Linked DNA regions of Sus scrofa: region 1 is linked to region 2. Evidence: chromatin contacts called from public Hi-C data. All regions are on one chromosome and are shown on one strand. The core of a region is the stretch at or near the end of the contact, and the rest is flanking DNA. Distances in the headings are between cores, read along the strand shown. Region 1 has its middle 97 kb from the start of EEA1. Region 2 has its middle 170 kb from the start of EEA1.

Region 1 (3,672 bases), core at 823-3,322, 77 kb after region 2:
CCAGAGAAGGAGGGGAGGGACAATGGTGGAGTCGGACTCGTTGACTCTCAGAAGAGTCCAACTGGAAGAAATCTCGGGGCCTGTCTGGCCTAACACTCTGATTTTACAGAAGAGGAAGTAGCTGTCCATCAAAGTTGAGTGATGTTTCCAAGGTTATATGGACAATAAGTGGCAGAGCCGAGATGAAGTCTTCAGTTTCATGACACTTCGCTTCCTGCTTTTCCCCTCCATCATTTTTGCTGAACTTATTTAAAAAGACTTTAGAGTTTCATGAAATGGGAACTGCAAACCCATGGCAGCATTGTAAAGCAGACTGCATTCTCTTCTTAGATCTATTGTTTACTTTTAATTTATTTTACTGTCCAGTTTTATCAGAACTTCCCCTATTTCTTTTGAATACTTAACAAACATGTGCTGCCAGTACTTACTTTCATGGCTGGTTTATCAAGCCATTTTGTGAAGTGTGTCTATAGTGCAAAGAGGTGACTCTTTTGTGGCTCTAGAATCTAGTATAGTTTATTTTTTGTCTGCACCCGTGGCATGTGAAAGTTCTGAGACCAGGGATTGAAACTGCACCACAGCAGTAATGCAAGGCGCAACAGTAGCAATGCTACGTCCTTAACCTCTAGGCCACCAAGGAACTCCCTTAATGTAGTTATTTTATATTCAAATAGCATATATGGAAATTAGGGAACTATTCCTTATGACTGAACTATCATTATGGAACACCAGTTATGTGTTAAGAGTTGATCTTGACAACACACATCATGGCATGTAATTTTTATTTATTTTTTTGTCTTTTTAGGGTCATACCCACAGCTAGGGGTTGGATATGATATGAACTGTTGCTGCCAGCCTATGCCACAGACACAGCAACACAGGATCTGTGACCTGCACCACAGCTCACGGCAACTCCAGATCCTTAACCCAACTGAGCAAAGCCAGGGATCAAATCTGCATCCTCGTGGGTACTAGTCAGATTCATTTCCACTGCCACGATGGGAACTCCATGACATGTCATTTTTATCCTTATGAAAAAGTTGGGAGGAGTTCCCTGGTGGCCTAGAATTTAAGACCCAGCATTGTCACTGCTGTGGCTCAAGTTACTTCTGTGGTTCAGGTTCAGTCCCTGGCCTGGGAACTTCCGAATGCCATGAGTGCAGAAAACAAAAACGAAAACAAAAACAAAACAAAAACAACTGCTGAGAAAGTTTGTACTCCTATAGCAGTTTTACAGATGAGAGAATTAGAGCTTAAGGTCATATAGCTAGAAACTGTACAGGTAGAATTAGAAGCCAGGTCCATTTGAATTCAGAACCTTCCGTGGATTTCAAAAACAAAAGGAGTGGGAGTTCTGACAGAGAAGTAGTTTGGGGTCTAAGGCACAGACCGCAGAGGAGCCAATTGGGAGTGGAGTGATCTGAGTCATCCACAGTGTTAATGACGGCACTGAATTCCAGGGAAAGCAACCACCAGAAATCGAGAGTTTTGCCTATTTCACAATATTGCCTCATGGCCCTGCTTCTGAATATCTACCAAAAATATGTTTGCTTTGGAAGGCAACATGGCACCATCCATCAGCCAGCTGGAGATACCGACCAGGGGTTGAGGTTTTCAGACTGACATTTCATTCACAAAGGACTTGTGCCCTTGGTTCTGCATCCAAGGGGAGAATGGGCCTCATTGGTCTATGGCGGATGCAGCACAGGGTAGGCGTTGAGAGCATGGGCTATGGATTTAGACTTGGTGTCTCTAGTCCCAGAACACAAGTTAACAAACACATGACCTTGGACCAGTGACCTTTGCCTCTCAATTCTCACCTCTAAAATAGGATAACAACGACAGCTACCTCATAGCTGAGTTGTGAAGTTTAAAGAGATGATGTTTGTAAAGCACTGGACACAGAGCCAGGCACTCGGTACATAAGTGTTCACCGCCACTGTCATCACTGGTGTTGCTATTCCAGTGGCTCCACTGGGGAATCAGGAAGGCAAGGCTCTACTGTTTCACTTCCTCTACAGACCTGCATTTCTACTTTCTTCAGAAGATTACACAAGTATTCTGGATTTTGTGTCATGATAGAAAGTCAACAAGAGTATGTGCTTCCTGATGCATCACTAGGCCACATCAGAAATAGGCAGAGAGCGAGAGAGAGTGTCTGCTTGCCGTCCTGGCCTGTGTGTTAGTCACTTATGCTTCTTTTGTGAAAGTAGATTGTCTCTGAGCCGGACTTGAAGCTAAGCTCCCATGTTTCTAAAAATGACAGCAAAAGTCCATTGTCTCATTTGTGCTCATTTTAATTCATGAAGGTGACTGAGTTGTGACATGGAGATGCTGGTACCATTGAAAGAGAAATGTATTCCTGCATTTCCCAAGAGGAGCTGCAATGCCACAAGGGCCACCTAGGGAGCACTGGGTTTGGTCAGGAGGCAGAAAGGGGCCAGAGGAATGCTTAGGCCAGAGCCTTTAATGGGGTCTCTGCAGAAAAGACATGGCAGGGCAGAGTAAACAGCTCAAATGGGCTTATTTGACTAATTCTGGCAGGCTTTGGGTTACAGAGGTGGTCTCTGGTTGTTCAGTACCTGCCTGGGATGATTTAGGGCAGAGAAAATATTGGCTTGGAGTGTGGACAGTTATATAAAGGGGATGCTTGGAGGAAATGGGCTCAGGACTGGTTGGTTTGAGTACAAATGTTGTGTTCATGGATAAGATGTTATCTTTAGGAATTAGCTAGCCCTGAAAGGGATACCTTTCTATCCAGGTCTGCAAGGTCCCCAAAATGTCAAAACATCATTAGATACAGAAAAAACACCATTGATACAACCATTCATCTGGTCCCTACTCTCATTCCCTGGTCCTTCCGGCTTCAGTGTTCTCTGAAAAATGAATGAAGTCATAGGCATCAAGGTCAAGAGCACAGGTCAAGCAATTTTGGGTAAAAAAGCAAATTTTCTATGGTCTGGTAGATGAGACTAAAAGCAGCCTGGCATTGGAATTCCTGTCGTGGCTCAGTGGAAACGAATCTGACTAGGAAGTTGAGGTTGTGGGTTTGATCCCTGGCCTCGCTCAGTGGGTTAAGTATCCGGTGTTGCTGTGAGCTGTGGTGTAGGTCACAGATGCAGTTCAGATCCTGCATTGCTGTGGCTGTGCTGTAGGCTGGCAGCTGTAGCTCGATTAGACCCCTGGTCGGGAACCTCCATATGCTGTTTTTGCAGTCTTAAAAAGAAAAAAAAAAAAAAAAAAAAAGTAGCCTGACATTGTCTCTCAGGTTCTGTGGTGTCACACAATTTACAATCTGTTTATAGCCTGCACAGAGAAAAGGAAAAGAAAGGCAAAGTTTAGAGAAAACCTACTGCAGCCCACCGTACCTTTTGGTATTGCTACCAGGTAGCCAGCAAATTCACATCAGCCCTGAGGCTGCCTGTTGCTGGTTTAGAATCTCCACTTTGCTGTTTTAGAAAGTCTATGTTGTAACTGCAAATTTCACCATATAAGTGAGACAAAGGCAAATACTCCTTAACTCACCTGTACAAGAGCATTCATGGTGTGCATTGTTCACCTTGTCTGCTTTTCTTTTATAGCAGTTATTTTTGCAGCAAGTGTACAAGATTTAAAAGGCTGAATCGAATTTCATAATGTAGTGTTTTAGATCAACACATTATCTGATGCTCG
Region 2 (4,063 bases), core at 1,221-3,720:
GAAGTGGCGGGGACTTTCACTCGCTCCAGTCCTGCAACCTTTTCAGAGGGCTGTTGGGCAATCGTCAGAGGTTACAGGGTTGGAACAACATCCCCTCCCCCCATAGGTCATTCCCCTGCAGGACAGCTTGGAGGCAAATTTTATTAAGTATCAAGTAGCTGACCCACAGCAGTATAAATAGCGAGAGAGCATATGACAAACCCAGAAGTGAATGTGGTAAAACCCCAGGCTGAATACATGTAATGTGTTTACTGTCATCAGTACCTGCATGGAGATGTTTGCCCAGCAACCATCCAGGAAAGGCGTTGAACCATAGAAATGGAGTTATTAAGGTTCAATCTTCGAAAAATAATTTTATCCCTACTTTTGAAAGCTTGATGACCACACAGTTATCCCAAGGAAGGGACCTGCAGATAGGTTGGATGTTGTTTTTTATAAGTAAAGACTGACCCTTATTAAAACATTGCAAGTTCATCCAGGTAAGAGCCAGAGAAACGGGATGGCAGCATGGTTTAATAGAGGGTAGGAACTGTAGGCGGCCACCATCAGGCAAAAGGGACTCGAAATGAGAATTTTTCAAGGGAAACATGGAGAGGATTTTAATTTTCTTTTCCCACCATCACACCCTATCTTTATTTTAGGAAGCAACACAATATAAACCATGATTTACTGCAGTTGATCAGACCACAGATGATTAAGTTATGAGAGGCCACTGAGCTTTCCAAGGCCAGTTTCCTAAACAACCTACTTTGTCCATCCTGTCCCCACTGGCTGGAGCTGGTGACATTCCAGAAAATAATCTTGTGTTCTTATCATGATGGAAGGAAGCTCTGGGCAGGCATGGTATAAGATGGATGCGCAATGAAATTTGTTGAATGCGCCCCTCAGAGAGGACCATTTCCAAGGCCTCCTTGGTCTTGCCTGAACCTGCAATATCCCTCGTAAGGAAAGACTACTGCTTCATCAGGATCGAAATTTCAAAACTATTTTGAAGGGTGGCAGCCCTGTTAAGGTCTAATCCCTTGGAAGACAACATGAACTCCTGAATATATTCATTCTTGTATGTTTATTAAAAATCAGTATCTTTACTTTGTATCTAGAGTGAGGCAAAAAAAAGTCAAAGGTATTCAGAGGCCAGAGTGACCACGAAGCACTGATGCAGTCAGGGCGTGCTGCACAGAAGTGTGGGGTATGGATGAGGCCCTGGCCTTTTCCCAGGTTAACTCTCACTCCCTCAAAGACATTGGCTCTTTAGGCAATATTCACTCTCCATTTCTTCCTTAGTGAAACAATACAGACACGGTGATGTGCCTGGCTAAAGACTACATTTCCCAGCCTCCCTTACAGTAGGGGTGGCTAACGAGGCCTACAGAGTTGTTGCTGGGAGGGCAGCATTGTCAAGTTAAAATATGAGTTCCCTGGTTAAATTTGAATTTCAGATGAACAACGAGTAAGTTTTAATATGAGTATGTCCCATAGACTATATCAATATTTTCATTTACCAAATTGGCAACTCTATGGGTGAGGCTTCTGGGAAACAAGCTAGGACTCTCCTTTTGTGCCTTTTCTTCTTTCTCTTCTTTCCTGGGATATGGATGGGATAGCTGGAACTTCAGCAACCATCTTGGATCACGAGGTTAAAGATGGTGGAAGAGAAACATGGAACACTTGAGTCCCTAATTTTTGTACATTTCCAACTTAATGTATGAGAATAAACCATGGATTTGCTTTAGCCACTCATAGTACCTCTGTTATCTGTACCAAATTGCTTTTCCTAACTGATATGGTCATAATAACAGTGCATTGTTAATTTGGGGGTTAAGTCTAGTTACCATGTGTCATCTTCACTCTGCCTCTTATGTAACATGAGCCACTCCACTTTCACTGAGTCTATTTTTAAAGGACCCCAAGAGGGATGGATGGTGCTCCTTATACCCTTTGAAACAACAGCCCTCAGCATGAATTTCTACATGGCATTATTTCCTATTTTGCAATAGCATTTAAGTCTTTTGATACTTACTTTAGGTGATTAATAATAATATTCTAAAGAAGAACTGTTCTTATCTCTACACAAAGATTTGGTCTGAAAATCTCAAGTCCCATAAAATGTTACCTCGAAACTCCAGAAGCATTATTTTATAACAGTAAACTCATACTTGAGTTTTGATCTTGTACTTTGAGAGAGTTTCCCTTTATAGAGTTTAAGTCTTCACTAGCCCTTAGGTTGACACCTTCCTCATAGCCAGTAAAGATTAGCTAAGGGTAGTCACATGCACAGGTAAAGCTGATTTGCAAAGCTCCATCAATAATTCAAGCACGATGCAAAATCTAACTCTTCCAGCCTTGTTAGCAGCCTTTGAATAGTCACTGTGAGGCAAGTGGGGAAATGCAGAGGGTCATAGACTTGGCCTCTTTATGGATAAGCCGCAGCCAAATAGCTTAACTCAGCTGGGTATGCAGAGGAAAGGAAGTTCCTGGGCTGTGAACTGTGTAAATACCTGCCCTACCTTTTGCAGTGGAATCTTTCGAAGGTTAAGTGAGAGTAAATAATCAACTAAGATTTCTCAGATTGGCTGCGTTTACTTTTCTTTGAAAAAAAATTTTCCCCGTGAAGACAAAGTAACTTTGGAATGAGAGTATTATTTCCTTTTAGGCCTCCCTGCTTCAGACCTTCAGATCTTCAAGATCTGCCTGGCCTGGCTGGCAGAGGCTGCCTGAGGCAGGCAGGGAGTCTTGCCATGTGGGTGAAGGGAGGTGAGTTAGAATTTAACAGAAAGGAGGAAAAGAAAACTCCCATTTCATGTTGTAAGTTTCTGCACAGGCTTTTCAGGGGTGAGCAGAGTCTGGCCCCTTGTCCATCATTGGGGGTAAATAATCAACTCCTAATATTGGAATTTTATTGCAAAAGAACAAGTAATACACAAATGGAGTTAGATTGACCTGGAAGATCTGGCCTTGAGATCTGGTGACAAGTCACAATGTCATGATCGTTAGCTCAAAGAATTGACGGATAAGCCTGTTTTTACACAGCTGTCTCACAGATCCAAATAAAAATTGTCCTGACGTGAGTTGGGGGCAAGGGAAAGAAAGCATATCTTTTCATTGGTATTATCTGCACAATGTTAAGGGGGAAAGAATTTATTTTTTTGGTTCAGAGACACTGATTTCTATTTTGTCCACAGTATACTGCTTATATTTATATTGAATATCCATTCAGCAAGCATCCATTGAGTGTCTACTATGTGCCAGGCACTGTGCTAGATGCTGGGAACATGCCCAGTAGTATAGTGCTGACGGCAGAAAGGATAATGATGCTACTTTTGAACTTCACGAGTAGGTTAGAATTTTACAACATCCCTGTAGTCACTTCCCTCAAGCACACAGCCAGGGCCAGCCACCCTCCTTTTATTGTGATCTCTTCAGGTAATAGCAATTGCTGTTTAAAACAGAAGTCACAGAGTTCCTGTCCTGGCTCAGCGGAGACAAATCCGACTAGAATCCATGAGGATGCGGGTTTGATCCCTGGCCTTGCTCAGTGGGTTGGCGATCCGGCGTGCTGTGAGCTGTGGTGTAGGTCGCAGATGAGGTTCGGATCCTGGGTTGCTGTGGCTGTGGTGTAGGCCAGCGACTGCAGCTCCGATTCAACCCCTAGCCTGGACGTTAGAAGTCTTTTCTCTGCTAGTGAACAATAGAAACTTTGGTCAGGCTTTTAAATTTCTCTGGGATTAACTTTGAACATTTATAGAATGAGATGGTAGGAAGTAGGAGTAGGTTGAGTTAATGATTCAGTTTTAGGATCAGCAGTAAGAGTAGGTTACTAGCCACTAATCAACTGTTTAATCTCAGGTAGTTACTCAAATCTCTTAAAATCTCAGTTTCCTTATCTGAGAAATGGGGATAATATGCTAATTATTGTGAGGATGGAATGGATTAATGAGTAACAATCTGGTTCAATGCAAGGCGTAGCAGAAATTCTCCTGTGAATGTAGCTATTTTTATCCTACTCAAAAAATATTTGAATTTTGGTCTATTGTGTGTATGTGTGTATCTCTCTTTCCCTCTA

Evidence for each region. Hi-C and Micro-C count contacts between places; a contact is called where the count stands out from the background.
Region 1: a Hi-C map of liver shows a contact between it and region 2, with 3 times the contacts expected there. The contact joins two enhancer-like sites. A contact is called at or near these places in 1 of 5 promoter capture datasets (liver), 7 of 47 Hi-C or Micro-C datasets (fetal liver, heart right ventricle, liver and 1 more) and 1 of 2 datasets of contacts at active chromatin or transcription factors (skeletal muscle).

The regions. Positions count from the first base shown.
Region 1 is chr5:90,032,554-90,036,225 of Sscrofa11.1, forward strand. No RefSeq gene overlaps it. Among named protein-coding and RNA genes, the nearest start is that of EEA1, 97 kb to the right of the region's middle. Within about 2 kb of position 2,073, at least 7 of the 83 cell types and tissues checked have an H3K27ac peak or open chromatin away from gene starts, as enhancers often do. A contact at or near this core is called in liver, where this site is marked.
Region 2 is chr5:89,955,226-89,959,288 of Sscrofa11.1, forward strand. No RefSeq gene overlaps it. Among named protein-coding and RNA genes, the nearest start is that of EEA1, 170 kb to the right of the region's middle. Within about 2 kb of position 2,471, at least 15 of the 83 cell types and tissues checked have an H3K27ac peak or open chromatin away from gene starts, as enhancers often do. A contact at or near this core is called in liver, where this site is marked.